2 separate regions of the Mus musculus genome follow, and region 1 is linked to region 2. Evidence: chromatin contacts called from public HiCAR-type data. All regions are on one chromosome and are shown on one strand. Each heading gives the region's core, a stretch centred on a gene start, on an enhancer-like site or on the middle of the called end of the contact. The rest is flanking DNA. Distances are from core to core; before and after follow the strand shown.

Region 1 (4,560 bases), core at 391-2,890, 1.9 Mb before region 2:
CCCAGGTCTGTTCAACACCCGTCAAGTCCACTCCAAGTGAGACAAAGAGCATCTGCTTTCTCTATTCTACCTACCCGCAGCCTGTCTCTAGTGCCCAGACAACCCACTTCACAGCTAGCTTGAAAAAAACTCACGCAAGCAACCAGTCAGGTGGTATCACTTACAAAGACCAGGAAAGAGATGGAGCACTGAGCAATCTCAATGTTATGGTTAGGGAATTGGAAAAAGTGGGGCTGCCGCAGTCAGTGAGTAGATCTCAGAGGGCAGACCTAGCACTGGGCTCAACTACTACCCGAATGAATGAGACAGGGAAAGCAAGGAGTGGAACAAAGCAGAGGCTTGGTTTACACCACAATGGGGACCAAGAAATTACCAAAGAATGAAGGAGGCTAGAGATTCTCACATAGGGCCTTATCAACAAAATACAAAAGGCCTGGGGGGGGGGTACGACTCGCTTCTACAATGCTCTATTCAAGGCTGCTTTTAAAGAGTACCTTTCACCTGAGAGCGACTCTTCCTTCCACATACTGGGCAACACCCACACCACCTTTAACTTGTGGCCTACTTTCACTTTGTCACAGGCCTAAATAGTGCTTCATAGTGCTTAATATGCCCAACCATAGAGGAAGGAACGTGGCCGACCACCAGCAGTATTCATACCGGGCAAAGACCTTGGGGCAACCCACTAGGTGCAGACACACATTTCAACCCGGCAAAATCTCTCCGAAAATACTAAACCATCAAGTCCAAGAACTCAAGCTCTAGGGCTGGAACGCAAATGCAGATAGGTCGTGTACAAATAAGGACCGCAATCACTCTCTGTAACCGCCACTTTACTACAACTTGCCCCGAATTTGCACAAATCTGTATAATCGGACGACGAAAAAAAAAATCGTATTTCGCACTTGAGGTAGTAACCGGCCACTTTCCTGCAGCGTACAAGTCACTGACTTTCCTTTTACACGTCCGGATTACCAGAACTCACGTTTTAGCACCACCAACCTTCCCCAAGTCTAACCGCTCCCTCAAACTCCATCACAGCCTCCAGTCTCCATTTCCTAGCCGGTTGCCGTGCAAGCCAAACCCCGCACACCTTCCACGTACACACAACCACACCGGAATAAACCCGCTTGCCCTCTAGAGCACCCAGTCTGTAAGCAAGGCTCGCGGGTGACAGCCCAGCCCGGCCGGAGCCCGAAGGGGGTCGCGGGCCACACCGCCCGCCCGGTACTCACACTCCATGGATGCGCTTGTGAATGTTGATGGTGTATTCTCGGGTCACCACCTCGTTGATGGCAGAACGGCCCTTCTTCTTCTCGCCACCCTTCTTTGCGGGAGCCATCTAGACGCAGGCGACAGGGAGGGAGGCTCTAAGCAGGTAGTGGGAAAGCCCAAGCCCGAGCTAAGGTGCACCCGTACCCCGCAGGCCGTCCTCCCACCGCCCCGGACCGCAGAGCCTCCGCGCGGCGCGGGACAAACCCCACCGAGCCTGCCCGTCCCGCGCCGGGCGCGGATGGCGCCGGATTTCAGAGCCGCGACCCCGCAGCCATACTCACTCTGCCGGGCCCAAGTAGGAAAGGAAGGGCGCGAGGGTTTGTGGGAGGGAAAGTCGCGTAGCCGTACAACTTCCGGGTCACGGGGAGGCGAGGAGGAAGAGGTGTGGCGAGGGAAGTTAGGAGTTAGGCTGGGGCGTAAATACAGCGCGCGTCAGGGGCGGAGCGAGCGGCATGGGGCGGACCCAGGGCGGGCCCAGGGCGGGGTCGATCTTGTCAGTCTTCTTGCAATCTGCCTTGAGCAGTGGAGGTGCGGGATGGGATTTAAATCCCAACCCGAACCCGGATTCGGAACGCCCGGCCGGGAGGGAAGATACTCCAGTTTTTCGGGTGCACTCGCTCACTCACTCTACGTTTGTTTAATCTATTAGATACTGTGCTTGGCGGAAGGTCCCCGGAATGACCGAGACGACAACAAAAGAATTTATTTTCCAAGTCGAAAATGCCCACGGAAATGCCAGGCACGTCCGTAGAAAATAGATCTCCGAATCTAAACATGTCCGAATAGCCTGTCTATTGGAGTTTCAGCAATGAGCAAGTTTCAGGATCTCACAGGCAAGAAGACAGGCAGGCAGAAACTCCACGATCTTACAAGGAACCTATGTCTCTGCCTCCTTTGGCTAAGGGATGCTGGGGCCTTTGGATTCCCCAAAGGTCAGACTTGGGGTGGACAGGCAACTGCTCTCTCTCTCTTAAGAAAATAGTGTCCACAGCCACGTGTGGTGGTGCACACCTGTGATCCCAGAACTTTGTGGGTTGAGTTAGGTGATCAGGAGTTCGAGATATCCTTGACTGTAGTGGGCTAAACACGCTTGACAATATCTGATGACTTCTCAGTGGGGCTAGGAGGAAAGGAGCAGACAGGCTCGGTTCTAGTTCTTAGAGAATCCAAACCAGAAGGGGTTCTATGGGAGTGCTGATTGGTACTGGGGTTGAGCTCAGAAAATTGCAACGCAATCTCCCAAGCAGAGCCACTCAAAAATAATTTAAAAGGAAGTCTGGAGCGATGCATTCAGGAGGCAGAGCAAGAGGATGCCAAATTAAGGACGGACTACACAGAGGCCAGTCTTGGCTACACAATGAGACTAGATCCAAGAGTAAGGGGAGGAGAGAGGGAAGGGGAGAGTAGAGACTGAGGGAGGGAGAGGGAGGAAGGGCTATAAAGAGAATATGAAAATGTGAATTTGGGATCTTTAGCAAGAAGACAGAGGAGCCCACTAGTCAGAGTGTGCTGACTTGAGCAAGAAATGATAATTAGTTATGGTTAATAAATAATGGTTAATTAGAAAAGCTGAGTTTATAAAAGGCTGTGAGTTCCTGACTTCATACTAAAAGTAAAACATGAATAATTTAAGGAGTCAATAAACTAGACATATCCGTCCACACATGATTAAGCTAAAAAATCAAAAAGGAAAAAAAATTCCCCTGCCTCATTTCTAATGAGCTTTTCTACAGAAAAGCAAGGCTATTTATCTCCATAATATGAAGTCCATCTGAGCACTAATAGCATTTCTCTAGATGACTCAGATTAGATTTTTTTCAGTATATTACTGGCTGACTTTGAGATCGTCAAGCTACAACATGAACAGAAATTAAAGCCATTTTATATCGCTAAATTTTTACTAGGACATTTTGGCAAGAGTGCAAAGTCATGACTAGGAACTGCTTCACTTCGCCAGGTGTGGTGGCACACACTTTTAATTCCACAGTGGGAGGCAGAGGCAGGTGGAGCTCTGTAAGTTGCAGAACAGCCTGATCTATATAGGGAGTTCCAAGCCAGCCAGAGCTACATAGTGATACCTTGTCTAACAATGACAACAATGTTGTTTGTACAAGGGGATTTTAGTTGTTAGAGACAGAAGGTGTTACAATTTTAGTTTGTTTGTAGTATCTTAAACTGAGGTCACATTCAATCTTGACTCTTGAGCCAAGACACTGTACTTTTCCAGACAGTATGATCATGGTTTTTCTGGGACACAGATGTAGTTACAGAATGACCTTTTAATAAGCAAAGATAATGAATGAAGAGGTCAGTGATTACAATTCCCATGATGCATGCATTTAGTGGAAAATTACACAATTATAGGTTTTTGAGCGAACCCAAATTTTGAACATGTGCACAATTCAGGCAGAGTTAAATTAAATTAGGAGCACAGCATACTCCACCCTCTTTTAATGACTTCCAGATAGACAGCCTTAGGAGAATGAATACACTGTGTCCATTAACAATCTTGTTCCACTTAGGAGTCTAACCATCAATTAAAGTATGACTACAATTAAACTATAAGTTTGTTTCCAGAAAAACCCAATCTCTAACCCTTAGACAATGCTAGGGTAAGAGAAAAAAATAGGTCAGAGTTCCATACAGACTTCATGTTTTTAGGGTTCATTTCAAGTTCTTTCCAAATGTTCCTCTTGGTGAATGAAAAATATTTCCTGCCCACTCCACCCCCACCCTCAGGATAGAGCAATCAAGGGTACATATCTATAGCAACCTCATGGTATCCAAAATGGATCCTAGCTAGAGAACCAAGAAGGAGCCATCATCATTTTACAGAAGAGGAGAAATTACAGACCTGTCTATCTTAATAGAGCCCTAGAAGGAACTTTAGCTTCATGCAGCCAGCATCTAGGTGGCTCCTAAACCATGAGCTCCTAAAGTGGGTAGTTTTCAGAGGCAGCTTAGCACCCTGGGACATGCATCTGCACGGAGTTCCGTGCACAACCTTCTCCAAACAAAGTGGCTAGTCAATTCTTATACCCTCAACTAACTCCCTAGCAACCTCTGGTGACTCCCCTTTTGTGGTTGAACTTGCTGGAACATATCTTAGAACTGCAGGCCGGGCAGTGGTGGTGCACACCTTTAGTCCCAGCACTTGGGAGGCAGAGGCAGGTGGATTTCTGAGTTCAAGGCCAGCCTGGTCTACAGAGTGAGTTCCAGGACAGCCAGGGCTACACAGAGAAACCCTGTCTCGAAAGAAAAAAAAAAAAAAAGAACTGCAGGAGG
Region 2 (4,636 bases), core at 1,018-3,517:
CACTCAGAACACCAGTGTGGACGGGACGGCACTCAACTTACTCTTAAGTCCAGTTAAATGTGAAAAGCACCTACATACTCCAGTACCCTCTAGTTGACGGGGACTGTTGATGTTCTCCAGTTGGGGTACTGGAGAATCTAAAGGTTCTTTTCCAGTTTGATCAGTACTTTCAGAACTCTTACCCTGGAAGGCTGGGGGTGCAGCTCACTTGCCTGGTAGATTTAAGTCACTGGTTTCTATTCCTGGTCCTACCAACCCCTGCCCCTCCGCTTGACAAAAAACAAAAATAAAAAGATAGCAATCTGCCGGCCTTGCAGATTTGCCTAATTAAGAAATGTAATTCCTATCCTAATATTTCTTGGCACACACTTGGGTTTGGTTCTTATTAGTTTTGTTCTGTTTGTTTTAAAGTCAGCCAGTGTGGCAGAACACGACTGTCAAGCCAGCACTAAGAGACTGAGTTAAGAGCTTCCTGAGTGCCAGGCCAGCCTGGCCTACACATCTAGAAGCTGTTTCAAAAGAGAAGGAATAAACCAACTCTGGGACGAACCCCATGCCCTACTTTCATACACTGGGTACAGTAGTTTACTCTGGCGTGTTACAGCCAGCACTAGGAAGAACTCCACTTTCTTTCTTGCCAGTTTTCTCATGTTTTAGAAAAGACAAACAAATCCCACAGCTTCACACACCCCAAGAGTCTGACCCGCCATACATTATCCCAAAAGATAAAGTTTCCTCTGAAAACCCCAATTTGTTTTTCTACTATACTGCTTGTAAACTGAGACACACTTACCACAGAGCCAGATACTTAAGAGGACTAAGAAGGCAGGGTCATCTCTGGCCCACTGGTCCTTTGTTTGCTTCCGGTAGTGAAAGTTTCTATAAACCCTCTGAGGAGAGGTAAACAGGTAGAGCATCTGCCATGCAGCAAACTCAAAGTCCATCTGCCGAAATCGAAAGAGCCTTCTGAGGTACTTGTAGCGTTTTGCTCCAGCCGTGTGCCTTGCTGCATCCCTGGAATTTAATACTCCATTCCCGTGCATCGAAGAACTCAAGGAAGTACTTGGTAGCATCTTCCTAGATGGAATGAGAACATTTCTCTTAGATGTAATCTTAAATGTAATTATTTGGCTACTAGAACTCCTCGTCAGCGCTATGACGTTTTCTCTTGCCACCTTCAGAAAGGATTAGGGGCCAGAAGCTATAGAGTTGGTTCTGGGGCTTGTCTAGGGGCTGGCCAAGGGTAATGCCATCAAGGCAGTACCACAAACTCCTGTATCACCTGAAACAAGCACTTAACTTCAGTCGATGGTTTCCCAACCTTCACCTCAATCAAGCCTTTGACAGCTGCAGTAGCTCACTACTGATAATGGAGGCCAAGGAAAAAGCAGCACAAGGGGGTGTGCAATGACGTCCTCATTAACACGGGACAATGACCGAACACTGGTTCAAAATTCCGTGTTTGTAATGACCAAGATTTAAAACAAACAAAAAGTTTAATCTAAAAGCAAGGTTACTGAAAAAGTAAGACACACAGTTTATTTGTACAAGTCCATCGGCGATGGCCAGCAAGTCCCTGGTTATTCAGAATGTGACAATAAAAATTACACTCCTTGATGGTTTTACTCCTAGGATGGCTGGGTAGGAGGAATAACAGCGCGAAGGGGCCAGTCCAACTAGTCCGAAGCTAAATGACTGCTGGTCACCGCCCAGCCTACCTGCCCTCCGCGGCGCGGCGCGGCGCCCCGCCCCGCCAGCAGGTCTCCATTACCCCAAGCCTCTGTCAACTAAAAATACAAACGGCCCAGTGACATTTGACTTAAGAACAAGCAACGACAAGGTTTCAGGGTGTGTGTCTCCTTGCAAAATTTCAGACCTGCTTAGAATAGAAAAACGGCTCTAATCCTGCGATTCCCACGTAAGCGGCTGTCTTTGGTTTTACCCAGCAGCTCCACGGCGGGCCTAGGACTCGAGCTGCCGGGCGCCGGCCGGTCCCTCGCCCAGCCGCTGAGACGCCAGGTCGCGAGCTAACCGTGGAAACGGCCGACGGCACGAACGCCACCCTGCGCACACAGAGCAGGCCGCACCTGAAGGCCCTCGAGGCCTCGTCCTGGGCCCGGGACTACCGCCACCTTCCCAGGGCAGCCGAGCCCAGCCGCCGCTGGGGCCACTTCCCTTCCCGCTACGTAGCCCGCACTTGCGGCGCTCTGTATTTACGTTACGGACACGCACTTCCGCCACGCGTGCGCATACCCTGAAGAGTCGCACTCCTGGCGGAAGTTGTTGAGACTTTCTCCCACCCTCGCCGGTAGCTTGCCAGTGGGCGTGTCCCACGCCCTTCCGGGCCGTGCGGGGTGACCGAGGGCCGTGATCCAGTGTGGTGAGGGCGGTGGGTCCCCGCCATGCCCCGGTATTATGAGGACAAGCCGGAGGGCGGCGCGTGTGCGGGCGTGAAGGAGGATCTGGGTGCATGTCTGCTGCAGTCTGCCTGTGTGCTCCAGGTAGCGGATCTGGGTGGCAGAGCTCAGTCAAGACTGGCTCCATGATGGCCTGCGAGGGGAGGTCACGTCGAGGGTAGAGGTCGCGCGTCCGCTCCTGACTTTGGACAGGTCTCTTGAGCTCGCATCCCCAGTTCTTACTGGTGTTAAGTGGGAGATAACTTACTACCCACCTAAGGATTTTGTAAACCTTCAGCCAGCTCTGTTCAGGAAGCGATCCCTGAGTGCTGGCACGCGCCACCAGAGACTCCCACTCTAAGGGCAGCTGCCAAGGCCTGTGCCTGCGCCGCATGGCTACTTGATCTGTGGTGGAGAGTTTTGGTTCCTTGGCTTCTAGAATATGGAAGTATCTCATGGTGTGCCATAGTTTCTCTCTGCCGATCTTTAACCTATCTTAAACCTATAGCATTGCATTCTGGGAGGAATTCAACATAAGCCTTTATACTATGTGCTGCCTTGGGAAACAGGCGAGGAATGAGAAGGGCTCAGAGAAACGTAGGGTATGAACTCAGATGATCACAACGTACCTTCCAGTGGGGGATAGTGAGGAGAAAGGGGAGTGGGGAGAAGGTTCAGAACTTTCTCAAAAATAGACTTCTTAAGATTTTATGACTCTTGGAAAACCAGAAAAGTTGAAACTTCCAGAGGGAACTCAGTATGGTTTTCCCATTACTGACCTTGACCTCAGAAGAGCAAGGCCTCTTGCCCGCTGACTCATCTCTCCAGCCCCTCCACCTTATTACTTGAGATAGCATGTCAGTGGACCTAATTGGCTAGCCTAACCAGATCTGCTTGGCTCCACTCCCATTCTGGGATAAACGACTTCTGCCACCATGCCCAGCTCTTTATGTGGGTGCTGAACTGGGAGCTCTCATGCACAGCAAGCATTTTCTTTACTTAGCCACTTTGCCAGCCCCTCCCTATTAACATTTATATACAGAGTTTAGTACTAACACTAAAAGGTCTTTATTTTAACACATCCAATTCATGGTTCTCATCCATAGGAAGGCTTATACAAACATTGACGATATGTCCTAAAAATCTTAGGCTCTGGGGGCTGGAAAATAGATGGCTCAGTGGTTAAGAGCACTTGTTGCTCTTACAGAGGGTCAGGATTTGGTCCTAGCAGCCATAAGGTGGTGCACAATCATCTATCCTCCAGTTCCTCCTGGTAGCCTCTTTGACATCCATAGGCACCAGGTCTGTATGTAGTGCATGTTTGTACATGCAGGCAAACACTCATAAAATTAAATTTCAAAGCAGACTCAAAATACTTACTTATTTGATAATCTTTACATTTGCTTTTCTTTAATCACCAAGGTTAATAAAAAGGAATTAAGAATTTTCTTAAGTCAACTTTAAAAAAAAAAACTACTTTCAGAAGAACAGTTGTCTGTGCTTTGTGGGACAGTCTTTCAGACATTCACATTGGTTTGTATATCACAGGAAGGAAAATCCCCACGGCAGTGTTTGAAGGAAGGCAACTGTAGAGCTTTGCAGTATTCCTTTTTTGAATGTAAAAGATCAATGGTAAGTGATGAACCATTTCAAAAGCTTATGTTACCTATACATAGAATTAAATGTGAATGATTTAATGGTCATACATCAGTTGTAGTGATATGGTTTGGATAATGGTGTGGGGACTCCAGTGATGAACATAGAGCAAGCATACCATGTTATCCTGTAGAGCAGCTGGCCCTCATGGTTTCCTGAAAGCTGGAGGATGAGGTCTCAGCAAGTCCTAAATAGGAAGAGCTGACCTCATGAATTCAGGTCATTGGCAGTTGCACACAAGCCTAGCAGGCTGAGGACAGCGTTGGCACTTCTGTCTTACACGGCCAGGAAGAAGTGTCAGTGCTTGAGTTTTGGCGTGAAAGATGGTGGCAGGAGGTCCCCAAATGACATCACTGGTGCCTGGGCAATATGCTACCATTCCACGACTTGAAAGATCTATACAGGTCTTTAGGATGGAAACAGGCTTTTCAAGGGGGAAAAAAATGTGAAGCAGAAATGTGAGCTTTCCTTGAAAGAGGCGCACCCTTGAGTCTGAGCCTATGTCTGCTGGCTTTGGGACTACACTGAGAGCTCATCGCCTGTGTTCATAAAGAAACAGAGGGTGCAGAGGTTCAGCACGAAGG

What was found. HiCAR-type assays count read pairs that join an accessible place to other places.
Region 1: a contact with region 2 is called in a HiCAR-type map of astrocytes, with 5 times the contacts expected there. The contact joins the promoter of Rpl31 here to the promoter of Coa5 in region 2. A contact is called at or near these places in 2 of 39 promoter capture datasets (both in liver) and 1 of 115 datasets of contacts at active chromatin or transcription factors (astrocytes).

Annotation. Positions count from the first base shown.
Region 1 is chr1:39,364,931-39,369,490 of GRCm38.p6, reverse strand. It overlaps Rpl31 (ribosomal protein L31), which reads right to left and starts at 1,640. Exons shown (of 4, transcript NM_001252218.1): 1 at 1,236-1,640. The coding sequence starts at 1,342.
Region 2 is chr1:37,427,734-37,432,369 of GRCm38.p6, reverse strand. Coa5 (cytochrome C oxidase assembly factor 5) reads left to right here and starts at 2,267. Exons shown (of 3, transcript NM_198006.4): 1 at 2,267-2,501; 2 at 3,945-4,028. The coding sequence starts at 2,403. It overlaps Unc50 (unc-50 homolog), which reads right to left and starts at 2,231. Exons shown (of 6, transcript NM_026123.4): 1 at 1,877-2,231; 2 at 794-1,077. The coding sequence starts at 1,073.